Regions from separate parts of the Mus musculus genome. Here regions 2, 3, 4, 5 and 6 are each linked to region 1. The links are chromatin contacts, called in public HiChIP or PLAC-seq and promoter capture Hi-C maps. All regions are on one chromosome and are shown on one strand. Each heading gives the region's core, a stretch centred on a gene start, on an enhancer-like site or on the middle of the called end of the contact. The rest is flanking DNA. Distances are from core to core; before and after follow the strand shown. Region 1 holds the start of Serpinb9b (serine (or cysteine) peptidase inhibitor, clade B, member 9b). Region 2 holds the start of Ripk1 (receptor (TNFRSF)-interacting serine-threonine kinase 1). Region 3 holds the start of Nqo2 (N-ribosyldihydronicotinamide quinone reductase 2). Region 4 holds the start of 1110046J04Rik (RIKEN cDNA 1110046J04 gene). Region 5 holds the start of Serpinb6c (serine (or cysteine) peptidase inhibitor, clade B, member 6c). Region 6 overlaps Gm6093 (predicted gene 6093).

The links. Promoter capture Hi-C pulls out the DNA fragments that hold promoters and counts their contacts. HiChIP or PLAC-seq counts read pairs in DNA pulled down with a chosen protein or histone mark.
Region 2: an H3K27ac HiChIP or PLAC-seq map of extraembryonic endoderm stem cells shows a contact between it and region 1, with 5 times the contacts expected there. The contact joins the promoter of Ripk1 here to the promoter of Serpinb9b in region 1. A contact is called at or near these places in 4 of 39 promoter capture datasets (the 3T3-L1 cell line, embryonic stem cells and stem cell-derived epiblast-like cells), 1 of 15 datasets of contacts at CTCF or cohesin (large pre-B cells) and 2 of 115 datasets of contacts at active chromatin or transcription factors (extraembryonic endoderm stem cells and large pre-B cells).
Region 3: a contact with region 1 is called in an H3K27ac HiChIP or PLAC-seq map of embryonic stem cells, with 3 times the contacts expected there. The contact joins the promoter of Nqo2 here to the promoter of Serpinb9b in region 1. A contact is called at or near these places in 7 of 39 promoter capture datasets (the 3T3-L1 cell line, 3T3-L1-derived adipocytes, the SN4741 cell line and 3 more) and 1 of 115 datasets of contacts at active chromatin or transcription factors (embryonic stem cells).
Region 4: a contact with region 1 is called in a promoter capture Hi-C map of embryonic stem cells, with 3 times the contacts expected there. The contact joins the promoter of 1110046J04Rik here to the promoter of Serpinb9b in region 1. A contact is called at or near these places in 2 of 39 promoter capture datasets (cranial neural crest and embryonic stem cells), 6 of 115 datasets of contacts at active chromatin or transcription factors (the 230-238 cell line, embryonic stem cells, extraembryonic endoderm stem cells and 3 more) and 1 of 9 other capture datasets (macrophages).
Region 5: a contact with region 1 is called in an H3K27ac HiChIP or PLAC-seq map of embryonic stem cells, with 4 times the contacts expected there. The contact joins the promoter of Serpinb6c here to the promoter of Serpinb9b in region 1. A contact is called at or near these places in 13 of 39 promoter capture datasets (the 3T3-L1 cell line, 3T3-L1-derived adipocytes, cranial neural crest and 8 more), 1 of 484 Hi-C or Micro-C datasets (the AML12 cell line), 3 of 115 datasets of contacts at active chromatin or transcription factors (differentiating embryonic stem cells, embryonic stem cells and extraembryonic endoderm stem cells) and 1 of 9 other capture datasets (embryonic stem cells).
Region 6: an H3K27ac HiChIP or PLAC-seq map of embryonic stem cells shows a contact between it and region 1, with 4 times the contacts expected there. The contact joins the enhancer-like site here to the promoter of Serpinb9b in region 1. A contact is called at or near these places in 2 of 39 promoter capture datasets (both in the 3T3-L1 cell line), 1 of 15 datasets of contacts at CTCF or cohesin (large pre-B cells) and 1 of 115 datasets of contacts at active chromatin or transcription factors (embryonic stem cells).

What each region holds. Positions count from the first base shown.
Region 1 is chr13:33,025,168-33,029,276 of GRCm38.p6, reverse strand. It overlaps Serpinb9b (serine (or cysteine) peptidase inhibitor, clade B, member 9b), which reads right to left and starts at 1,863. Exons shown (of 7, transcript NM_011452.3): 1 at 1,677-1,863.
Region 2 is chr13:34,000,669-34,004,777 of GRCm38.p6, reverse strand. It overlaps Ripk1 (receptor (TNFRSF)-interacting serine-threonine kinase 1), which reads right to left and starts at 2,415. Exons shown (of 11, transcript NM_001359997.1): 1 at 2,072-2,415. It also overlaps a transcript of Serpinb6a not described here.
Region 3 is chr13:33,962,872-33,966,980 of GRCm38.p6, reverse strand. Nqo2 (N-ribosyldihydronicotinamide quinone reductase 2) reads right to left here and starts at 2,322. Exons shown (of 7, transcript NM_001163241.1): 1 at 2,181-2,322. It also overlaps a transcript of Serpinb6a not described here.
Region 4 is chr13:33,934,248-33,938,356 of GRCm38.p6, reverse strand. 1110046J04Rik (RIKEN cDNA 1110046J04 gene) reads right to left here and starts at 2,325. Exons shown (of 5, transcript NR_040707.1): 1 at 2,260-2,325. Serpinb6a (serine (or cysteine) peptidase inhibitor, clade B, member 6a) reads left to right here and starts at 2,274. Exons shown (of 7, transcript NM_009254.3): 1 at 2,274-2,435.
Region 5 is chr13:33,903,215-33,907,323 of GRCm38.p6, reverse strand. Serpinb6c (serine (or cysteine) peptidase inhibitor, clade B, member 6c) reads left to right here and starts at 2,133. Exons shown (of 7, transcript NM_001382852.1): 1 at 2,133-2,216.
Region 6 is chr13:33,559,462-33,563,570 of GRCm38.p6, reverse strand. Gm6093 (predicted gene 6093) reads left to right here. Exons shown (of 3, transcript NR_131141.1): 3 at 1-1,085. Among named protein-coding and RNA genes, the nearest start is that of Gm6093, 7.8 kb to the left of the region's middle. Within about 2 kb of position 1,685, at least 34 of the 459 cell types and tissues checked have an H3K27ac peak or open chromatin away from gene starts, as enhancers often do.

The DNA of each region.
Region 1 (4,109 bases), core at 614-3,113:
TGGCCATGGCAGCAGACCATACTACCTTCTTTCTCATCTACAGAGAAAGGAAAAGAAAGGAAAGATCATCAGAAACAAACCCAGGACACAGCAGAGAGAGGCTGGCTCTAGTCTCCTTCCATACACACACATACATATCTTCTGAAGAATGTTGAGCTTTGGCTAAAGAGAAGGAGGAAGAGAAGAGGAAGCAAGGAAGAAAACAGACAGGAGCATCTAGGTCTTCTAGCCTGCCTTCAGCAACTCTGCATTCTGGACTCTGCCTGTGAATAAGTCTCCTGAGATACCCAGATATCTCATGAGACAGTGCCCATTTGCAGTTAGACAGGAAAGACTCTGAGATGCTGAATGACACCCCAAAACAGGCTGGTGTTATCAACTCTGTTGTGTAGCAGGGAGCATTCCCCTGCAGTGACTGCTCAGGAGACCTTGTATCCTCTGCAGACACCCAGGCTGCTTTTCTCTTGAGCATGCCTCAGCTTCCAGATAAATGGACAGCTTGACCCAGACTACGTCACTGCTCCAGATGCCTTAACCCAGGTCTGAGTCACTGTGCATTCCATGACTGTGCTCTCACTGTCATATGACTCTTGAACCCTGGAAGTCTGTTTCAGAGTGCATGGTACTGTGCTAAAATACAGATCAAAAGCCTCGGGAGTCTCAGGACACCTCAACCCATGCTTCTTCCTACTCTTCAGACAGAGGGACACAGCATCCTGGGAGTATACTTAGATCCTCTGGGTCCTCCCCTGAAGTCTCCCAGGGCTCTGAGGGAAAGGTGGGGCTGCATTATATCAAATGAATTACCCTCAAGGTGGTCCTCTCATCTAACCCAGCTTGCCCCTCCTCCTGCATTCCTGCCTACCCTTAGGTCACTTTAAAGTTGCTTCTGAGTCCTTGAAGTGCTGTTTACTTCACCTAGAAGTTCTCCTACCCCATCCCTGTCACTGAGTTCAAACTCCTCCCCCTTCCAACTTCATTGGAACAGGACAGCCTCAGGGCCTCTGCTGTCCTACCCTAGTGCAGCTGCCCCACCCCGGGTCTGCTCATTACTCTTAAGTGTCACCTTTCTCTTACTGATTGCTGTCCACCATCGTCCATATTCTGGATCTCTGTGAAGTTAAGGGAGATGTCTGACACCCTAAGAGTAAGCACCTGGAAGCAGCGTCAGATAAAGGGATTACTCAGATAAATTCATCAAAGACATGATTACTGTCAGCATGGAGTGAACTGTTTTATAAATGGCAATGAGCAGTGCTCAAATTTGGACTAGAGACCTCCAGATGTTTAAAAGGACCTGATTTAAAAGAGTTCACTTTTGTAAGAAAGGAGGAGAGAAGGCTAAGGCAGTCAAATTGCCAATTGTAGGTACTGAGAAGAAGCACGGAAGGAGGCCTGTGAAGAGGCTGCTAACACCTTGCAGCCCCTAACCTGACTAGTAGAAGAGGAGCCAACACAGCCTAGGTCCCAGTCCCCAGGATCAGCCTCCCTGACACTTGGCCAGCTGGGGTTCCTCTTGGAGTCTCCTTTTTAAAATACCCATCACACACCAGCTCCCAGCTCTCTCTTTCCCTAACTTAATATTCCTGAGTTTCCCTCCTGGATTCAGCCTTTGTATTCTAAAACTGACTTATGGAGGTCCCACAACCCCAATCTGAGCCAGGCAAAAAACCTACCTGAGTAGCTGCTGCTCAATGTAGCTTTTTCAGCCTGGATGTCCCCTATAGCTTAACACAGCAGCCTTCCAGATTCAGCTGAGCCTTTTATTCATTCACTTCAGGGCAGGGACTTCCTGTTTAGTGCCTCTGGCCACCTACAGAGAGATAGGCTGCCTCCAGCTCTATCCTTTGCAAGAAGAGGACTGGTGAGGGTTGGGGAAAAAAAAACTGGGTGGGCCCTTAGAGGAAGGGAAAATAGCAGGAGTTTTTGCTGTGTGACAAAGAGAATCATTGCTGGATAGCATTCTTGGTTTGGGGTGGGGCATGGGGGATATGGAGGGTGCGCAGTATCAAAGCCCGTTTCCTTTTGTTTGTTTGTTTGTTTGTTCTTCTTGTTTTGTTTTTAATCAAGTCACCCTTTCTCTGTGTAGCCCTAGCTGTCCTGGGAATCTCACTCTACAGACCAGGCTGGCCTCAAACTCAGAAATCTGCCTGTCTCTGTGTCCGAAGTTCTGGGATTAAAGGTGTGTGCCACCACTACCCAGCTCAAAGCCAATTTCTTAAACACTAGTCCTACTCTCCTGTCAAATACTAATGCATTTCATGCTTTTCTCCTCAGTCATGAGCATTTCTTGTGAACAGAATATGTGCTCATGTATGTGGTATTCTATTACTAACCTGATGTTTCAGAGGCTCAGCCTTAAGTGTCCAAGGTGGCTGTGACTGGGGCACAGAGAACAGTCTTGCTACTCGATGCCATCTGTAGGAGTTGGATTGTGTCCAGAAATCTCAACTCAAGTGAGTCCACCATTCTTGAATTTGGCACAGAAAGAAATTTCATGAAGAGACAGTGTGAGATGGAGTTGGATTTATTGAGAAGCAAACACAAATATATTTAAAATGAGTAAAACACAAAGGGAAGAAAAGTAGGAAAACAGAGAATGAGACACACCCAAGCATGCAGGGCTCTCAAGGAGAGCATGGCTGCAGTGACTCAGCAGTAGCTTCATGTATGGCTTTGGTGGCTCTCAGATGTTACATCTTACAAAGTTGCTGAGAAACTCTCAATCTCCTTTATAGCTAATAGAGAGCCAGTATTTCTTTGTTTAGTTATTTAAGGACAAGCTTTTAAAACTACAAAGAATGAGGCTATATGAGGGCAAACTCATAAGCAGAACTTCCAGGCAGAAAGAAGTCTTGCTAGGAAATAGGAACATTAGGAGGACTTCACAGACCCAGGAAAGGCTCATCCTGTCTACAGGATCATTCATTTACTTCTCCTAGACAATATCAAATTTTGGTTTGGTTGAGCCTGAGAGCTCACACAGTTTCAACCTCTGTGGTGCACTCAGTCTAGATAAAGCTTTCCACTCCACGTGCTCTCCGTATAACCTATGGATGGGAGCTTTTCTCCCAACTCTTCCTCCCTGAAGCCCACTGGGGTGCATTTTGGATTTCTCCAGAGTGCTCATCTTCTCTGCTCAGCTCCATTTTCCACAAGAGTCTGCTAACCCCTCACCCAGCAGGGAGTGAGCACAGCTATATGACCTTTAGCCTGTGGCTCTCTTGCTCATCTTGCTTGGGGAAAGGTTTGGCTTCCTCTGCAACCTCTGTCCTTATCTGTCCTCCACGAGCAGTAGGGGATTTCAACCTCCTATTTCTTTGTTTCTCCTATTTCCTTGCTTTGACCAACAACCAGTTTGACCATCTTCTATCTTAACTCACATTCTTGGGGCTACTTTTCAGTTTGGTCCCACATCACTGAAACCGCTGGCCCATTGTTACCTTCCCCTTTGTCTTAATATCTTCTGACACAGTTTCTCCACTCTGCTCTGCTTCTCCTTCCTCACCCCAGCTTTCTCCAGAGACTTCCCTGCCATCCTCTTCTTCATCTTCCAAAAACAGGCTATGTTATTTTCTCTTATCTGGAAAGCTCTGTTCTTTTTTATTTTTTTTTTCACCTCCTGCCCCCCAATTTTATTTTCTCTGTGTAGTCTGTTTCAACGTGGATCTGCCCTTTAAAACAGTGCTCACTCTACAGAGCACAGATCCCACTGCAATACTCTTCTCCATGAACTTCATGTCCCCTAAGGAAGTTATTGAGATCATCTTCAGTGCACTTCCTGCTTGATGGCATGATGGAATGTGTTCTCCCTCTTCTCACACCTGGGGAATTTTTTGGAGTCAAAGTTTTCTATGTTTTTGCTGCTTTTGGCTTCTATACCAGAGGGCTAGAGTAGCAGCTCCCTATGTGTAATCTCTCTTCCTCGTTTTTCCTAAATAGGAGTACCTTACATAGGTATTATAATCAGGAATGATAAAGTATGGGTAAGAAGGCTCCCAAGACATCTCTTGGACTATAAACAGGTTTTCTTGTAAGATTCTTAGGAATTTGCATGTTTATATCTGGACAAGGAGAATGATCATGCAGGCTTAGGTTATAAGCATGGT
Region 2 (4,109 bases), core at 1,166-3,665, 970 kb before region 1:
TATAGCGAGACCTTGTTTTAGAAAAAAAAGTTGTATATTCGTGTGTACATATCCCTTTTAATGGCTGCACTCCTTTTAAAACCCAACTAATTTTCACTTAAATTTTCAGTGACTATCTTGTATAATAAGAGCAGGAGGACAAAGAATGTCAACTGCTAGCTGTGCCCTACTTCCTTCTTAGAAGAATTCTGATTTTACTCAGGTAAGTGACATATCAGTGGCTCGCTGCATCCAAGGTTCTTTAATTAAAACAGCCTGTGCTTGTTTCACAAAAGGGCATTGAACAAGGAATCAAACCACCAACAAAAGACAAGGTGGAATAAAATTTAACAAAGTATGATCAAACACATCAGCACATTGTGGTCTGTGAATTAATTTATCAAGACTATTTTCAATTTACAAATAAAGAAATTACAAGTTGAGGTTAAATGATTCACCCGAATTGAATTCACCTTACCCCTTCTCTCAGGCTTTCACTCTCAGTTCTTTAATATTTTTTTCTAGAAAGGCAACTAATAATTTTCTTTTGAAAACCCCCAATGCAAAGACGAAATTGTTGCCAGGCATAGTGTGCCATGGTATTCCAGGCATAGTGACACATGCCTTCCATCCGGACACCAGGAAGACAGAGGCAGGTAGATCTCTGGGAATTCAAGGCCAGCCTGGCCTTCTACATAGCTAGCTTCAGGATAGCAAAGGCTACACAAAGAGACCCAGTCTCAAAAACAATAAACAAACAAACAAACAAACATATAAAATCATATGGACTTACCCAGATTAATTGAATATTCTACATTTTAAAAACATGGGGATGTACAGATTAAATTTAAAAAAAACTTAGTATTATATCCATGTTTTTATAGTAAGACACATCTGCCAGAATGATATCCTACCGATGTGTGGGAAACTATATATTTGCTTCAAATTCCAGATCCTACTGGAGATATTAAGGAGACATTAACTAAGGTGTAATAGTACTGTGCCCAGTTTGTAAGTTGTTACCTTGGGCACATATCTTATTACAATCTTGAAAGCTTAACATTATGTGTAAGGCTCAAAGTAGCAAAGAATGAGAAAAATGGAAATTAAAGTTAAGAATTGTTACTACTGTTTTTGTCAGTCATACAAACAAAACATCCCAAATTTCATTTTCAATAAGACTAGTATATTTCTACATACAATACAGCTGTGATAGTTCACCTTTCTCACAAGCCTTAGTAGTATCTTTCCAGGGGCTACAGAATTACACAATTAAGTCATTGCATCCCAAAGTTCACTCTACCATCGAGTCTTCATGTGTTAAGAAAGAATACTTTCCTAAAGGTCTTTTGTGGAATTTCTTGATTAAAACAGCTTCAACTCTTTGCACAAAGTAAAAGAGCAAGAAAATCAAATGATCTGCAAGACACAAAGAATGAGTCACCCTGGGCTGCACCATCCATCCTCAGTGGGCTCTGTCCAACGCTTAGGTGAGGAGGATGTGGCTTATCTTTTTCACAACTCAGAAAAGGTCTGCAGCAACCCATAAATGCAAATGCTACTGAGGACCAGAGAAGCCTTGGATGTTTGACACTGGTCTCTCGTTGAGGTCGTAGATCACTCCTGATTTGCCAGCTCACCTCAAAAATAACGATGAAAGCTACCGACTGCTCTGCCACCTGCTGCCCCAAGACAACAGGAATAGACCCTTTTAAAGAGCTGGTAGGTCCAGGGTTGATAGGTTACATTTAGGTAGTCTTGTTGGGGTCCTAAAGCTTCAAGAAGCTGTCATTCCTACCAAAATAATCGTTCCATAGTCACTCTGTAACCATGGCTACGGCGCACCTTCAGTCTCGACTTGAGCTAAAACGACCTCAAGAAGAGTCCAACCTCCCGCTAGATGACAGCAAGTTCCGCGCTTTTCGATTTCCGGGAACGTTTGAAGTCCCGCCCGCCACCCGGCTTCCGGAAACAACGAGCCCCGCCCTCCGGTCCACGCGCAGAAATCGCGCGGCCTCCGCCCCTTCCGGGAAACCAGCTTCTGAGGAAACTAGCGGCGGCGCCCCTGGCCTCGACCCCCGCGCTGACTTACCTCAGAGGCCTTCCCGCGGCCAAGTACCCCGGCCTAGGTGAGGAAGGACGGGCGGTGGACGTCAGGAGCGGCGCCTCGCCGTGGCTGCCCGGCCGGGACGGCCCTGGGCCCTGACGAGGACCGGTCGGAGTTCGGTGCTGAAGTGGCGCCCAGCCACTCGCAGGTCCCCCACAGCCTGCCGCCTCCCGCCGCGTCCAGCTCGCACCTCCGCGGGTCCGCACCGCCGCTGGACTCCCGGGAGGTGAGCGGCACCGACACCCGCGCTCCCGAGGCCGTTCCGGGGGCCGCTGGTCCTCCTCTAAGGACTACTGGGGTGGTGCTAGGCTGCGGCCGCCCCTGTCTCCGCCTCTGCTCACGCCCCGGGGCTGTGTGCACGGGCGAGCGCCAGCCTCCCAGCTGGGCATTGAGCTCTACTGAGCATGCCAGGTTCGCAGCACGACCATCCCGGAGGCCCGCGGGCGGAAGGAATGGCACTTTTGCCTTGCTTTCTGAGCGAGTTCTGAGAGAGCCCTTAAAAAAAATAATACGGCGGTCATAGCTGCTATATGTCAGGGCGGAGACCGCTTGGCCCGCTAGATAGCGCTGTGTGCGACAGTGGCCTTTGCAAGCTTTGTGGGTTCAGAGGTGACACGGTGACAGAACCACTGGTAAATTATCGTTCGTCCACCACAGCAGCCTGTCGAGGAAGAAACGTGATTAATTTGTAGCCCTCGAAAATAGTAGTTGAAACCCCAAGCAGAAACTGTGTTGCTGCAGGTGTCATTAAGAAGAAAGTTGCACGATAGTCCAGTGATCCCTTATTGTCAAAAGATAAATATGACAAGACAGAGAGAGGGCCACAAAAGACACGATAAAGGAGTCTTATTAAACCATACACACGACCACTTTAAGAAAATTCACAGCCATTTTACCAGATACCTCACCATACAAATAAGCATTAAAAAGATGCTCAATGTCAAAGGACATTAGGGGAACTCAACTTTGATGTAGAGTACACATAAAATGCCCCCAAATCCCAAACATTCACCGATGTTAACAAAAACGTACACTAACTGAAAATCACATACATTCCTGCAAAGAATGCAAAACCTTTATGGTTACTGTATGATTTATCAGTTTCACATACAGGTATGTACCCAAATGAACATACATCTAGTGTATAAACACATGTACTTAAGTTGGGTTTTTTGTTTGTTTGTTTGTTTGGAGTTCTTTCCGGGTGGGATTGGGTGTGTGTGTGTGTGTGTGTGTGTGTGTATAAAACTCCACATATGGGAGGCCAGGAGCCCACCTCCAGTTAGCTCCTTCTTACAATGCATCTTTTTCTTTTCCATACAAGGTATTACTTTTACCTTTTGCTTGTGGAATGGACTAAGCTGTCTGGCCAAGGCAAGAGGCACCAGGGGTGTCTCCATGGCCAGTTTTGTTTGTTTGTTTCTGTATGAGTGCTGGGGATTGAACTCAGATCCATATGTTGCCATGGAAAGCACTTTGCTGAAGGAACCATGAGCTATCTTCTTCAGGTTCCTGTACATTGTTTTTCCTTAAGTTTTTTGTTTGTTTTATTTACGAGTGTGTATATAATAGAGTGCAGATTCTCCTAGAGGCCACAGAAAGGTATCAGGTCCCCTGAAGTTAGAGTTTACAGGTGAACTGTCTGGTGTGAGTCTGGGAACCAAACTTGGGGTCCTCTGCAAGAGCAGTATGTGCTTTTAACAGCTGACTCACACTTCCAGCTCCTGTATCTGAAAAATTTAAAGGTTTATTTGATATGTCTGAGTGCTTTGATTGCACGTTTGTGCACCACTTGCATGCCTGGCGTCCATGGAGGTCAGAAGAGGGCATGGGATCTCTTGGAATTGGAGTTATGGATAGTTGTGAGTCACCATATGAGTGCCAAGACCCAGGTCCTCTGCAAGAACAACTACTGAGCCATCTCTCCCATTACTGTATTTAACTTTTGCAGCAGCTTTTCATAATTGCCAAAACTTGAAAGCAAATAAGTTACATTTCAATAGCTCTAGTAAATCTACCACAA
Region 3 (4,109 bases), core at 1,073-3,572, 940 kb before region 1:
CATGTCATCACTGTCTTGGCTAGCCATCTCCAAACTGCTTTCTGGAGGCAGGATGTTTTGGGTTGAATGAGAAACCCTCATAGTCTCTGGTATTTGAATATTTGGTTCCCATTTGGTGATGCTGTTTGCAGAGGTTTTGGGGACACACTGCCTTGCTGGAAGAAGCATATCACTGGAGGCAGGATTTGAGATTAGATGGCCTTACTCCATTTCCTATCCCCTCTCTCTGCATCCTGCTTGTGATTAAAGATGTGAATTCTCAGCTCCCTGCTCCTGTCATCATGGCTGCTGCTTACTGCCATGCTTCCTTGCCATGATAGACTCTTATCCCTCTGATACCATAAGCCAAAATAGACCCTTTCTTCTGCAAGTCACTTTTGGTTACAGTGTTTTATCACAGCAACAGAAAAGTGACTAATATACAATATTTCCTGCTACTGGCAAGAAAAAAAAATAACACAACCAAAAACTCAGATAAAAGTCAACAATGAAAAAAAAAAAAAAACAATCCAATTTAGACTTTTCTCCAGAGTTATACAAATGAGCTTTATGAGCATGTGAAAGGCATATTAACCATTAGAGAAATAATATGGCTAAAATGAAAATAGATTCTGAGGTTGTTGGGCTACTTGAGACACAAGATTTTGAGACAGTCCTATTTGTTTACTCATGCAAGGGATGGATATTAAGCCTAGGGGAAAGATTAGGAAAGGTCGATCAGAGTTCTGCTCTTGATTCACGATGTATGTTTACAGAGCAGATTAAAAGTTTCATCACTCTAGCAGGGCACTAATCAGGTGACTTTACCATATCTCAGTCACTAAACATTACGTAGACACCCGGTGGGAACTGACCTGGAGAGTTCAAGAAACAGCAAGAAAGGTTATTTAGCTGGGCTCTGGTTTGAAGTGAGTGGCTGGTGATGCAGCCAGGGACCTGAGTGGGGGGATGATAAATAGGTCAGAGTAAAGATTTTATGCCAAGAATAACAGAAGATCTTAGGCAGATAGCTCTAAGGTTAATACACATTTTCAAAGGTTCCCAGGACTACTGTAGATGAGCAAAACACATCCCGAGATTTCCCTCAAGTAGGCACACAGCTGCCTTAGTCCGGACTTTGCAGTGCTGCTAGGCACACTCTACACTCTACCCCTAGCCTCACCGCCTCATCTGTGCTACTCAGCTCAGTTTACAAATTTGTATTACAATTGGGTGTGGCTGGCTGGGTGCATGGGGTTGAAATTTCCTCTTACTTAACTCTCGGAAGAGTAAGAAATTCGAACATAGATACAATCTCCTGATACAGGCTTTTCACTCTCAGTTACTCGCCTTAGGTGGAAACTGTAAGTTAACCAAGGTTTTGTTGTTTGTTTTTTCTTGTTTTGTTTTTGCTGTTGTGTTGTTTGTGGGGGAGGTGTGGTTGTTAACCTACAAGCCACATGAAAAGAACTTCACGATATTTAGAGATAAGCATAATTATGTCTCAACATCCAGCAGTTATTTTGATAGTTTTACTGTATCATTTTCTACACAGGCAGGCTCTATGGTGGTCATTCTAACAGCTGACATGTTATCCTGTAGTGACAGCATTGCCTGCCTGCTTTCTGTGTTCACTTAGTTTATCTTTTTCTAGAGTGCTCTTGCTCAATCGCGCTCCTCTCCCCCACCCTCCATGCTCCCTTAGAGGCTTCTGCGAGTCACAAAGTTTCAGTCTTCTGTCTCTTCCTTACTTATATTTCCAGAAATTACAGGTTACTGAAACCGATAGTTTCACATTAAGGTTACAGAAGCTGATACTTCCTTTGAGCCAGTGTTCTTTAAGGCAGAGTAAACCGCAGTTGCCAGGCTAAGGGAAGACACCCTGCACAAACTTCGCTCTGGCTCACTTCGATTTTTACCCTTTGCTAAAAAAATATGCAGAGACTCACAACTGCTCACTATACAAGAGTGGGCTGGCGAAACGCAACCATTCACGTTAAGCAGGACCTGGACCCAGTGTGGACGCGCCTGCAAATACTTAAAGGCTTGAGGAGCGAGGCACCCTGGGAACACCGGTCTACAGTTTAATATGCAAGCTGAAAACCGGAAGGGACCTCTTTAGTCCTGCATTTCCCCCAGTCCCCAAAGTTGCTTGCAGAAAGGACGCGCATGCCCCAGGGAAGCAGTGAACAGACTCTTACCTCTGCCTCCTGGAGGGAACACACGCACAATGTGACACAGCCAGTGTCTAGGGCCAGAATGCCTAGAGCTTGCCTGCACGCTTTGCCGCTGCGCCCAGGGCCGTTTTCCCCACCCGGCCCCGCCCTCACACTGACCTCTAGCGGCTTCTTGGCAACAACCCGCCCCACAACTCCCAATCAGTGGACTTCAATCTTCCCTCCCCTACTGTCTCCTTGACCTGTTCCTGCCCCACGCTGGGCTCCAGTAGTTGTGGGCAAAACCAGTTTCTCTCCTTGCTTCCGGCATCTGGCAGAAAGCCTGTGCTGGGAGATGGGAAGTGGTGCCTTCCTGCTTTGTACCTCATCCTCTACAAGCACTAATATATCCAGGCAAATCAGCACAAAAACACTGTACTACTAGGCAATCAAAAAAAAAAAAAAAAAAAAAAAAAAAAGAAATGAGTTGTGAATACATCCTGCTCCAGTCTTCAGGGAATTTCCCAGAGTAAGAGCGTCCAATCACCAAAGAATATGTATTTAATGATTCTGTTTCTTGAAAGAGTAAATTACAGGAATAGGGAATCAGAGTAGTGGTTGCAAAGATTTAGGAGTTAAAGAACAATCTTTGTGTTGAAGGATGCATTCTTTGCCTATCCTATCAGTGTCCACGTCACGGTAAGCCACTCTTGCCAGATGTCGTCAATGGAGAAAACAGTGAAACTGATATATAGGTAAAAATACAATAGTTAATTAAAAAATGTTGCGGGGCCTAGCAAACACAGAAGTGGATGCTCACAGTCAGCTAATGGATGGATCACAGGGCTCCCAATGGAGGAGCTAGAGAAAGTACCCAAGGAGCTAAAGGGATCTGCAAACCTATAGGTGGAACAACAATATGAACTAACCAGTACCCCGGAGCTCTTGACTCTAGCTGCATATGTATCAAAAGACGGCCTAGTCGGCCATCACTGGAAAGAGAGGCCCATTGGACACACAAACTTTATATGCCCCAGTACAGGGGAATGCCAGGGCCAAAAAGGGGGGGTGGGTGGGTAGGGGATTGGGGGGCTGGATATGGGGGACCTTTGGGATAGCATTGAAAATGTAAACGAGGAAAATACCTAATAAAAAAAATTTTTAAAAAAATGTTGCAAGACCAAGTAGTTGCAGAAGCTGGGCAAAGGAGCTGGTAGAACTTTAGGTGAAAAATTGTGTGTGTGTGTGTGTGTTGTTGGTTTTCTGGCTTTCTATCCACAGTGACATCTTACCAATTCAAGGAATGGTGGTATGGCTGATCTCTCTGCTACCATTTTCCTTATATTAAGAAGTGGATTACTGCATTCCCCGGCAGGGTCAGGGCTGCCAGTGAGCCTTGGCCTGGAGATGGTCTACATTTTCTAATAGAGATGCAGGTGTAAGTGCCTCAGCCCCTGTGGGATCATGCATGACTGGAGTACAGCAGCATCTGTGAACAAGAACTCACAGACACACTCTACGTAAGCTGCTCTTCGCCCGCCCGGGACCGGGACTGGAAGCTGAGTGGTACTCTCTGGTGTACATAATGGTGTAGGCTGAATGGAAGTTGAACAGTAGGACAGTTCACTAGGAACACAATCTTCAATAGAATAACTGAGCTTTCTGCCCATCTGGTATTGTTTCAGTTACAGCAAACCAAATAAGATCACCGTCATTGTATGCTGACTTTCAGCTCTAGGTCATGCTATCAAAATGAGATGCACTGATAATAAATATTGCTCCAAGGGATTTCCAGTTAATCATGTGTGTCACTTTGATGTTGCAGAAATGGACAAATGGAATTAGGAATAGCAGGCAAGGAGGCAGGAAAGTCTATCAGAACCTTCCTCAACTCCTCACCTTGAATATTTTATTATTTCAGAATAAAATGGCTACTGTATGGCTACTTTATTTTTTTCAAGTTTTTCTTTTTCT
Region 4 (4,109 bases), core at 1,076-3,575, 910 kb before region 1:
AAAGCTACTATTTTATAATATCCTTTATTCGTCTCCACTTGCTTGATTTTTTTCTTAATCACAATTATGGATGAGTTAACATCTTGATCTTGTGATTGAATTGTAAACTGTAGCTAATGGAACATTGGCAGTTTAACTATATTTTAAATTTTCTTTTGTAATATTAGAGCATGCCCATAATTTTGTAAAACAAAACCTTGTTTTAAACCACCATTCTCTTTAAAGTCAATACCAAGAGCATTACTTTCACGTACAAAGTTTGGCTGCCAGTTCTTATATATGAATGCATGACAGTGCAACTTTTAATACATATTAAAGAGACATTGTCTTAAATACTATCCTCTATAAGTCTAGTTTCTAGGATAAGAATTACATAAAATATTATCCCAATTTAGAAGTATCTTTAAAGATCTGTTTTCCTGGGTTGGTTCATGCCAAGTGTCATTTAGAATGACTCCAACCCTGAGTTGCCAATTTTAAGCTGACTTTCTGTTACAAGCAAAAAGCTGTTGGTCCCTTTAAGAGTGACTTGTGTAGATAATCAGCCTCTAGTAGGGCTTTTCCAGCTGTGCTTGACTCCCAGGAACAGTGCAGTGTAGCTTATCAGTTTCTGCTATGCAAATTGAGACTGCCTTTTAAACAAGTTAAATTAAATCAAAGGATGGACAGCCAGCAGATAAAGTTTTAACCTTTTTTTTCCAACATGAAACACAGAACAACAATCATTCAAACAACAAAACAAAAACAAACATAAGTAGACAGACATATGGATAAATGGTGCACAGACGATAGACAGAGAGGGAATAGAACTTGATGTTTCAAAGGGACCCAGATATCCTAACCAGAACTAAGTATATCTCCAACAGGAGCCAGAGAGGAAGCAGGACCAATTTCTTCCTGTCCCTAGGAGAGCTCTGAAATATCTTATATCTATTTTCCTTCTCTTGTGCTAAAGCGTCCTGGACAGGGGACAACTCCATTTCTGAAACCTATTCTCTTTTTCTCTCTCTCGTGTTCAAGGCCTCACTCTTTATCTCCTTCTGGGAATTCTGCCAAAGAGAGAAGAGGCACAGTGGTAGCTACCGATAGTTGTTCTCCAGCGCCCTGCTTTTCTAACTTTCCCAATTTCTCTTCAACGTGACTAATTCTTTTACTTATATATTTACCATTCCTATTTCTGGGAATTAAGGACAACATAAATGTACTTGAGCTAAGAATTTTTCTAACATCTGTTTTGGTTGTTGTTGTTTTTTGTTTTTTACTCTTTTTATTTTATTTTAAATCCTACTCCTTTCACCTGGAGCAGCTCCTGGCTGTGGACAAATGCCTATTTAGAATTCCCTCGCCCCATTATGCAGCCACACCTTAGGCGAAGCCCATGTCGGGCCAACACTTCTTCAGCCTAGCCTGTATCCTCCTGAAAGCACTTTTTTACAGCAGCAGTTTCAAAAAATAAAATTTATGGCTAGCACTAGCATTAATGCTGCATGTTGCTTACAGTGCTTCATGGATACTTTCACTTTTCTTCTGTTTTCTGTGGCGCTCCACCCAAGACAGCACTTCTCAGTAGTCCCCCCTTCACCCCCACCCCAGTTTTCAAGTCCATCTGTAGCCATCTAGCAGCCATGGTTGAACTGGGTTTACCTGAAACGGGGGCTAGAAATAAGGTAAAGGGGTGAGAGAAGGATGAAGCTAAGACAAAGGTTCTGATCAAGGCTCAAAGTTTGATAATAAGCTTTGTGTTTATAAAGGAAAAAAAAAACCCACAAAATCCATCCACTTCTTCAGCTTGAGTATGTTGTAGCAGCAAGGTCAGCGCAAAAACCTTAAAGTTCCCATGGGTACCTGCAATTGCAGCCAAGACAGATGTCTGTGTCCAGGTTGATAAGGTCTGTTTAGCCTGCTGAAGGCTGGGAATACTGCTCATCCTTTTCATGGCTGGGAAAGGCTTACCCAAAGCTGAGAAGGCTACACTGGGACACAGGCACTGACCACCTTTCTTTATTTTTCTGTGCCTGCTGAATAAGATCTCTACCTCCAGCCCCAGTAGTTAAAAGTCTTTTCTTCCTTTCTCACTTTAAACTTATGATCTGCTTTGTCACAAGTATGTCCATCCACTAAGTGCTGGCACACTTCTGGCATCGCTAAGTGGAGGTAGCCAAAGCATCCAGAAAGTACCAGAAAGATCAGCTGCCCAATCTGAGGCAAAGTGGCCAAGAGCCAGAGGATAGGCTAGATTGTGGGTCCGCAGGCACTCACCTGGCCTTACTTACTCTCTTCCTTTTCCTACTCGGGAGCGGCCGCACCCTGGCCTTCAGACTCCTCCCGACTCTCCGCCCCCCATAAGTATTTAAGGCCTCGGGCGCGGTTGGGGCCTCCTCATCTCTTCTCTGCTTGCTACCAGTCCGGAAATCGAGAATCTAGGAGAATCTAGGGTATGCTCTTCGGTGGGCTGAGGCGGGGGTGGGGTGGCGGGGTGGGGGTGGGGAGCTGGGGACGCAGGCGGGTGTGGCGCGCGGCGAGAGCCCTGTGGACCTGACTCGGGTTCCCTCTGCTGCACAGCGGCTTCAGCGGGCCGTGACGCAGCCAAGTGAGTCGCCTTGTGATCCCAGCCATCTGGTGACATCGCCGCCCTCCCAGATCTGCCAGAGTCCTTGGAGGCGACGGCTAGCGAGGGATGGGGGCTGCGCGGAGCCGGCCTGGCTGCTGCGCGGGGCCCCGGGGCTACAGGTGATCACGTATGTCCTTCGATCCGGAGTGAACCTGGAGACTCCAGAGACGCAGGCTGGTGACGCACTAGGACGGGCGTTGGGATCTGGGAGGTGGGGGAGAGAGACCAAGGGCTGGGTGCTCAGACCCTTTCCTGTCCAGTGTGCCTGAATCTCCCAGGGGCGCTGCCCAGGCTGTGCTGGGAAGTTTGTGACAAATCTTAAGCACCCCGGAGGCCCACAAACATAAATACTTGTGAGAAACAATTCCAGATCTTTGGGTTTTGTTTGTTTGTTTGTTTGTTTGTTTTCCCTCCTACTAAACTCACAAATTTGATATCTGTCAGGTTAGGAGAAAATCATGGGCAAAGTTTTTGACAGTTTCTGTGCCAGAAGCACTTGGCATGTGAACTTGTTTTTTCCTCCCTCCTCTTTTTGATGGACCCAGAGCCTTGTAATGCTGAGCAAGTTCTTTCCTACTGAGATACATGCCTGGTCTTCCTCCTTTCCTCCCGTTAGGTTAGGTCTTTTCTCCACATTAGGATCAGAAATATGGACAGCTAGTATTCATATGGTGTCAGAAACACTGAGTGAGGGAAAACTGGGCGAGGTTTGGCACTTATTTTTCTGACTGCTTGGGAGGCAATTGATTGTAATAGGTCTTTTCCAGAGGCTGCTCATTTCCTTCCTCCAGTGGCTTAGGAGTTGGGTGTTGGATCTAATATATCAAGTAACCTTGGGTAAAAGTATGTGTGATCAGGGACTGTGGCGCTGGGGCTTGTGGGATGATTGCTGTTATCCGTTTACATGGGGTGTGTCCTAGTGTTTCAAGGCTGCTCTGAGTAATTGTATCCGATATGGCTTGTGTCATCACGCAGAAAGGGTGTGTTTGGGGCACTCTTGGCTCCATATACCAAGTTTATTTGGCTTCCTATACCTGCATGTCTCCCCATACCATCTCATACATGGATTTTACTTTTAGTCAACATGAAGCAGAAATCAAAATCTGATAGAAAACATTGAAGGAGAACTGAGATGTGTTGCTGTATACCTGTAATCCCAGGACCCAGGAGGCTGACGCAGAGAAATGAGAGTTTGAGCCCAATCTGGACTGCATAGACTCTTTCCCCTTTCTTGTTTTCTAAACAGCATGCTAATAGGGATCATTTATCTAGCTTTTACATTGTGCTGGGTATTTACACATCTCTAAACCATTTAAAGTTCACAGGGGCACTTATATTGGTTAGATCAAATATTAAGTTATTTTACATAAGTTAACTGAACACTTGAAGATTTGGCATCTTCAGATATCAACTGATATTCTTCAGATACCCAGAAATGACTGGGTACTTAAAGTTCCATTAGTCCGTTTTTAGTTCAAAGCATCTTTAAATTAGTTTA
Region 5 (4,109 bases), core at 884-3,383, 880 kb before region 1:
AGTCTCTAGCCTGGTGGGCCAGGTCATCCATCTGGGTCACATCTGCTTCCTTTCTCCTTACTCAACTAGGCACAGGGCATCCTCCTTTGTGTTTTATTCATTGTATTTATTTACTTAGATAGCTTTGTTTGGCCTGGAGCTTTCTATTTAGACCAGGTGGTTCTTGAACTTGCAGAGATCTTCCTGCCTCCTCTTTCCCAATGCTGGGATTAAGGGAGTGCACCGAGTACTGCCTGTCCTCTTCTGTAAGCACCTGTCTGGTTCCCGTTAGCGATTTTTATCTGAAAACTTGGCAGCATTGTTTTCCCTGCCTGGTTCCCACTCCTGCCAGGCTTCCACACTGCTGTGAAGCAAGCTTTCCTATCTTAATTCTGAGGATGTTGCTACATGCTCCAAAGTGTGTAAACCCACTGGCATGATGTCATGAATATAAAACAGTCTAGTATCTAAGCTAAATTGCTTCCTACTTAATGATATCTTATGAGCTATAGGGTTCCTGTGGTATAGGCACACTTCCATGTTTCCCAGCCTGCACAGTTGGAACATTCTCTCCTGTGTGTCATTTACTCAGCTCATCCCGAGTCTTCAGTTCTGTCCTAGTGCTAAGGACTCTGACATCACTTTTAGTCCATATTCCCAAAGGTAAACCTGCCGTTCCTGCTTCTACTTGTTCTTGCCCCTGTATTCAGCACAGGTACTGCACATACCACAACATATGTCATCTGCTAGCCCATCTGTGCTGAGGGCAGAAACTGTATCTTCTCTATTCTGCTTCCAAGTGGCTCCTGGATGGTTCTGTAAGTAGAGTAAGTCTGTAGAACAAATGAAACAATTACATCACATCTGGCAAGCCATTGGCACCATTTTTCCAATACTACCCAGCTATATAATAAAATTTCTTAAAGCTGATGCTCACACATAAACTTTCTGAAAAGACAGGATTGTGATTTTTCTAGAGGATTTTGCCTACCTATGAAGTTATGGTAGTTAGCTCATAGGCTGAGAAGAACCTCTGTCCTTGTGAAGGTCTTAGTTGTTTTGAGACAAGCTGACGGCCCTTTAAAACAGGAAGGGAAACAGTGTTTTGGAGGCAAAGTTTGAGAAACGCTGTAGTGATAACTAGACAATAGAATCCTGTTATACCCAATTGCTTTCTCTGTGGGCTCAGCAAACAGATGCCTTCCTCATAAGAGCCTGGAGTGCTGTGCTTTAAGTGTCTCCAGCACAACTCATGATGAAGCCAATCCCTCATGTGAAGTATTAGGAGGTGGGTGGGGGGTTTGTGGAATGATGAGGTCATAAGAGCTTTGCTATAACTCACCTAATGCATTTATCAACTTGACAAATGCAGAATGAGAAGGCTGGTGAAACCACACTCTAGTCCTCTGTAGGAAACCACCCAGAGCCTCCAGCTCCTGTTGAGCTTGCTGTTAGAAAAGGCATTCTTAGAAAAGGCATTCAGGACCAGAAAAATCCGCAGCTGGATTGGCAACCGGGTGGCCAGGAGACAAAGGGTGGGCTGCTGCATTGTTAGGCTCAGGTAACCTAGCCCTGCCCTCTGCATTTCCTAACACAATAGGCCAGCGCCCAGAGCTCCAGTCTCCACCTGCCTCTCCACCCAGCCAGTAGCCCTGGGCACAGCCAGTACCTTTCAGATCTCTGCTCATCTTGCTATCTCCAGGTGAACCTAGTGTCGGGGTAGGCTAGGCTGATGCAGGCTTTGGCACAGGGCGCTGGGGACGAGGGTGGCAGGAGCGGGTGTGGCGTTGGCCTAGAGACCTGCGATCAGGGGTAGGGGTTTCATCTTGAATTATGCAGTTGCTGCAGTGGTTCTTTGACACTGTCTGGAGAGTAAGTCTCCTTGTGTTCTGGGCCAGCTGGTGGCCACGCCTTCGGCTCTGATGCAAGGGGCGTTGGTCAGTTCAGCACCCACTGAGGAGTTGATTTGTTCACGATGGGGTCGGTGTCCCAGATCCGGATCCACATGTGACTGCTTGCCCAGACTTGGAGATCCAGGACTCATGACACGAGAGACAGTCTTTGGAATCTCAGAGGGCGGGGACCAGGGGTGGGGAGGTGGGAGGAGGTGGGGATGAAGAGGCCTGGGAGTGAGTGTCAAGGGTTTTGGACCTGCTTTTATAGACGTTATGGTCTTTGTGAAGTTAGGCTCAAACGACAAGTCTTTGGAGGCCCTCAGTGTAAGAAGAAGGATACTGGTAAGGAGCTGACCTGATCACTTTGATATGCTTTCTACTAAACTCTTGTCAGGCGAAGTGTTAAGGATCCAGTGTCTGCCTAGACACGCAGAAAGTTTTAATCTGATTTCTGTTCCAGATTAGATTGAGTTATCTTTTCTCTCCCTTTCTCTTTGTTTTGTTGGCAGACTCACAGCCTTGCTGTGCTGAGCTTGCTCTGCCCCTTAGTAACAGACCTGAAATGTCCCTTTCTCTTAAAATTGTTTTGAGAATTAAAAGTACAGAAAAATAGCATTCTTGTGGTTTCAATATTACTGGAAATTTTAGGTAGCCCTATTTGGAGGACCACTTGTCTCTAGGAAAATTGAGTTTCTCTAATAGTTCTTAGATTCCTTATTTATTTACTTATTTATTTATTTAGAATAGACACAGAAGGAAACTAGAACACGGTTTTATTAGAGTTTGAAAGAAATGCCAGAGAACAGCTTCTGAGGGTTTTGAGACGGAGTAGAGGAGGAGACAAGGCCTTGCTAATTGAGTGAGGGTGAAGGTTCAGCAAGCAGCCAAATGGCAAAAAGGGACAGCGAATACAGAGCTAGGAAGACATCTTTAAGCTGTGGCCAGGAATCAGAAAGTAAGAGACAAAAGGGAGAAAAAAGAGAAAAACCAAGGCTTTTCCAGGTCTTGACTCAGAAAGATGGCCAGAGCAAACAGAGCCTCACAGCAGCTTGGGAGGGACATAACAGATTCGGGCTTTTGGGAAGGGAAAGTGCATTATCTTCTCAAGGGATAATTATTACCCTCATATATTTATCTTGGCACCAGCTGGATCTCCTTCCGAGGTGTGGTCTCTTAGGCAGTTGATTAGTACTGATTGTTTTTGAGTAGCCTGGAATGTTAGACATACCCAGCCCATAGCTAGAGTTCATTCTCTTGATCTGAAACAGCTTTTCTTTAATGGGCCTCATCAGAGAGCTGTGTAGAAGGCTAAGGCTACTGTAACATTCTTCTCTCTGAAGAGGTATCATTAAACCAGTTACAAGGGGTAAAGTTGGAAATAGATGTAACCCCCCCTTTTGGTTTTGGTTTTGTTGCCTCCCCAGGGTTTCTCTGTATAACAGCCCTGGCTGTCCTGGAACTCACATTGTAGACCAGGCTGGGCTTGAAATCAGAGATCCACCTGCTTCTACCTCCTGAGTGCTGGGATTATAAGCAATATAACTCATTTTAACCATGAAAATCTAGGGATCTAGTTCTATAGCTATTCACTAGAAGGATTTACTCTCTGGACTGGAGTTTGGTTCTGCCCTCACAGGTATCAAGGGCAATTAGACTCTTGAGCTCCCTTCTGGAGTCCTGGTCAGGTGATCAGGGGCATTACAGGAACTGATACTTTTGGGGTCTCTGATCCCCAAGTGCCTAGTCAGTTTTTATGTTCTTTTCTTATCATAGGAACACATGAGGAGAATTGTGAGGGAATGCTGGGTGAAGTTTAGTAGTTTGTGTGTGTGTGTGTGTGTGTGTGTGTGTGTGTGTGTGCATGTGGAAGGGAATTGCTTCGTGACTTGACTATTCCTAAGGATGTTTGCTCCTCTTGGGTGTGGCTTAGGACTAGGTGTGGTATGTGATGGCTGACTAACCTTTGAGTTAAGATCATGTGATCATGAATTTTAGTGCTGGGATTTGAGGTTCCAGGGATTGCGGATGTTATCAGTTTAGACTGGGAGTGTCTTGCTTTTCTGGTCTATCCTGAGGAGTTGCAGTCACTATGGCTTGTATCATCAAATAGAGAAAGGAATGTTTGGTTCACATTTGGGTCCATAAACTAAGGCCACCTGGCTTCCTATATCTGCATGTCTGTTTACATGGATTGCACATGTATAATCAGCAGACAGAAATAGTACACTGAAAAAA
Region 6 (4,109 bases), core at 436-2,935, 530 kb before region 1:
ATCACCCCCTTTCTCCTCTCTCTTTTGCTACACCCACTCCAAAGAACTCTGCTTGACAAGCAAAAAGGCCTGAAGGCAGTCATGAGGCAAACAGTTTCAAGGAAACTATGCCTCCTAGAACCTTGGCATTCCAATAGCCTGTATACACAAACCCTGTCCCCTTGTTAGTCTGGTGTATGGATACACATGCTCTCTTTCAGTATTGTTTTATTATAAGTGCCTTTAAGGATTGATTCTTGACATATAGCTAAGCCTCCACTAGTGTTCCAATGGTTCCTAGAAAATCCTTGAAGTCAAAGGTGAGCTTGAGGAGCAGTAAGAATGTTACCTATTCAGTAACATTCGAATTCACTTCTAGTAGAAACCCTGAAAATAATCAAGCATTACAAAGAACAGATCTAGAAAAGCTCAGGGCTAATCTGCATAGTGATTACTTAGGACAATAGCTGAGTTGCACCCAAACACAGGAATACACAATGTCCTAGCAAATAGGTGGTTTGTCCATGAAAGATTTAGTGGAAGGGCATTCCCCTGGTACAGGTTTCTTCACTAGGCCCAGTGGAATAGCATAATCAGGAATTTACTAAAGAACCCCTGATGGTGGGTTTAACAATAGACTAGCATTGCATCAGAGCATTCACCTGGCACCATTTTAAGTGGTAAATGTGGCCTGGTTCCCTCCATCTTTTGATGTATGCATTCCTTTTGTTTTGTGTCACTGTAACTTGGCAGATGTGTTCTCCTGGTTGTTTGTTTGTTTGTTTGTTTGTTTGTTTGTTTTTCTTCTGTATAAAAAAGCCTGGTGTTCGTTTGGACATTACATTCAGACCCAACACATTCTCTCCTGTCTGCCTCTGTCTGTACCCCATTCTCACCGACTCTATGCCCATCTGTCCAAGACACTGATTCCCATGGATTGAGGGGGGCTGACTGAGCCCGGTCCATGACACTCTTTGTCTTCTCTCCTCTCTCCTCTCTCTTTGTCCTCTCCTCCCTCCCTCTTACTCTCTTTCTCTCTAACCTTCCCCCTCTCTCTTCTACCTTCTCTCTTTCTCCCTGCCTTTCTATAATAAAGCTCTAAAACCATAGAATGTCTCTGCTCATCAAGACCCACTGAGCTTGGAGGATGAGATAGGCTTTCTCCTAATGAGCCGTTTCTAATCTCTTGATGGAAGGCCTTCCTGTGCTCCAGTCAAGATCCGCTGCACTCACTCTTGCTGGTGTTGGGAACCTTACTTCCCTCATTCCTCTTTCCCATAACCCCAGTGGCTTTAGCTAGGGCTCCCAGTAGGGCTGCCCTTTTGCCACCCCGAAGAGTGGGTCAGAGGCTTAAATGCTCACCCGGGGATGAGTGGTAAGTGTATAGCAGCCCTTCCATGCCTGACTGATGAGAGAATAGGTAAAACTCTGACGGGGTCCTTCCCCCTCTTCCCCAGGGCCCCCTATTTTAGTTCCCAGCACATACTTATCAAAATAAATTAGACCTTGTGGCTACAGATGGCCTGCTTGTCTGTGCATAGTAGCTGTTGTGATGTTACTGGTCAAGAACACAGATAAATTGACTCTAGGACAGAATTTGGTAATTCTGTGAGAATTCTAGAGAGCATGGTTCACTAGCCCCCTGACTGATGACTGACTAACGCTCACATGACTCATTACCAGACTCTATTGCTTAACTCTGAAAGAGTCACTTCTCCCTGACCCTCGCATGTCTAAATTCAGTTACCATGCTCACAGAACGAGACATAGAGTCTCCTGTACATGACTGTCAGCAAATTCTTGCTGAGGCACATAGGTGACATGAAGATCTACAGACAAGCCACTAGAGGGCACAGATGTTACCTGGTTAACAGATGTGAACAGCTATCTAGAAAAAGAAATGAGACATGCTGGAGCAGTTGTGGTAGACAGACACCAAGTTATCTGGACAAAGGTCCTGCTAGAGGACACATTAGCCCAAAAGGCAAAACTGATCGTCCACACTAAGGTCCTGGAAATAAGAAAAGAAAAAAGACTCAATGTCTACATGGATAGCAAGTATGCTTTGGCCACAGCCCATGTCCATAGGGCCATATATCAACAGAGGGGTCTACTGAGAACTGGAGGAAAAGAAATTAAGAACAATGAGAAAATACCAGCTCTCCTGAGGGACCTCCATGACCCTGCCAAGGTAAACATCATCCACTGTCCTAGTCACCATTAGACAGATACCATGAAAGCAAGGGACGACAACATGGCAGACCAAGAATTGTTGCAGCCATGACCCTGCTGGTGCTCCTGGCAACAGAGCCCAAGTTTGCCTATACAGCAGAGGATTTAACCCTCATTTCCAAAGATTATAGTTACCAGTTCAACAAAAATAAGAGACTGTGGTATACCTCCAGGGGAAAGAAAATTCTGCCATAAAGACAAGCAGAGTCTATGCTCAAAAAGATGCACTTAGGGATAAGCAAGCTCATCCAGACATTCTCCAAGACTAAGTACCATGTATGAGGTTTAAAACACCTTGTGGAGCAGGTGTTGCACAAGTGTGTGCCCTGCTAAAATGTCAATGTCTGCCACATTACAGTGGATCCAGGGAAAAGGTACCGGGGAGACAAACCTGGCATCTATGGCAAGTAGACTTTACCAACGAAAATATGGGTATAAATACCTTCTTGCCTTTGTGAATATGATCTCGAGATGCATAGAAGCTTTTCACTGTAAAAATGAGACTGCTCAGATAGTCGTCAAGAAAATTATTGAAAAAAATTTCCAAGTTTCAGAATGCCAAAAGCAATAGGGTCAGATAATGGCCTTGCCTTTGTTGCCCAAGTAAGTCAGGGGGTGGTCAAGTATTACAGGTCAAATGGGAATTACATTGTATGTACAGACCTCAGAATTCAGGTCAGGTAGAAAGGATGAATAGAACCCTAAAAGAGACCTTGACAAATTAACCATGGAGACTGGCACAGACTGGGTGGTGTTCCTCCCCCCTGCCCTATTTAGAACCAGAAATATTTCCTCTCAATTCAGTCTTACTCCTTTTGAGATCCTTTATGAAGCTCCCACACCCCTCACTGTCTTGATTGAACCCACATGTTGTTATAATAATGATCTGTATGCTAAGTTAAAAGGCTTACATGTAGTAAAGAAGAAAGTCTGGTCACAACTGGCTACAGCGAATGAGCCTGGTACCTCAAAAACATCTCACCAGTTCCAGCTCAGGGATCCAATCTATGTGCACCTGCATCATGCCCAGACCCTTGAGCATTGCTGGAAGGATCCCTGCCTAGTGCAGTTTACTACCCCATCTTATCCTGTTTCTGTTCTTAATCTTTGGCCCATGCATCCTTAATTTATTAAATACAATACAAGTTTTGATGCTTAGACAGCAATATCAGCAGCTCCAACAAAGTGAACAAAGTGATACATCATTTCAGGATTAAAATGTAATAGAGGAAAATGGGGGAATGTAGAATCCAAAATAAATTCAAGACCACCTAGCTCCTTCCCCTTCTGAAGGGACTTTCAGAAATGTAGAGGTCAAAGTGACTAAGTCTGCAGCTGCCATAACAAAATAGCAGTTCCCAGAAAAATTCCCCTACTCTGCCCCTTACTGAGTTCTGAGAAAAACCACAAACCACCCTGATCTTGCTAGAAATCCCTCTGATGTTAATAGCTGTGATGTTAATAGCTGACCCATAAGTTCAAAATGTGCTGCTGCTTTGCTGATAACCCACCATAAGGGCAGCCAGAATGAGTCACTAGGCCAAAGGTAGTCACTATGCAAACCAACCAATGCCTGAAAGGGTTACTTGCTATACCAATGAGAATAATCCAGCTAGCCCTGTTGCCTAATTCTGCCCCTTACAAGGTATAAAAAGTGTATTTTTTCTTTGTTCAGGGTTTCTCCACTTGCCTGCATGCTAAGGGGGTTCCCCAAAGCATTGGATCAATAAAAATCTTCTTGCGGATTGAAGCAATGGCGTTCTCTGTGGTCTTTGTGAGTGAAAGTATTTTGATGGACTCCAACAGTGTGTTCCTTTTGGTTCTTGTGACTGACTTGTTTTGATCAAAGGTTTGTGAGTTCAATACATTATGCTTATTTTTGCTTTCAAAATGTTTAC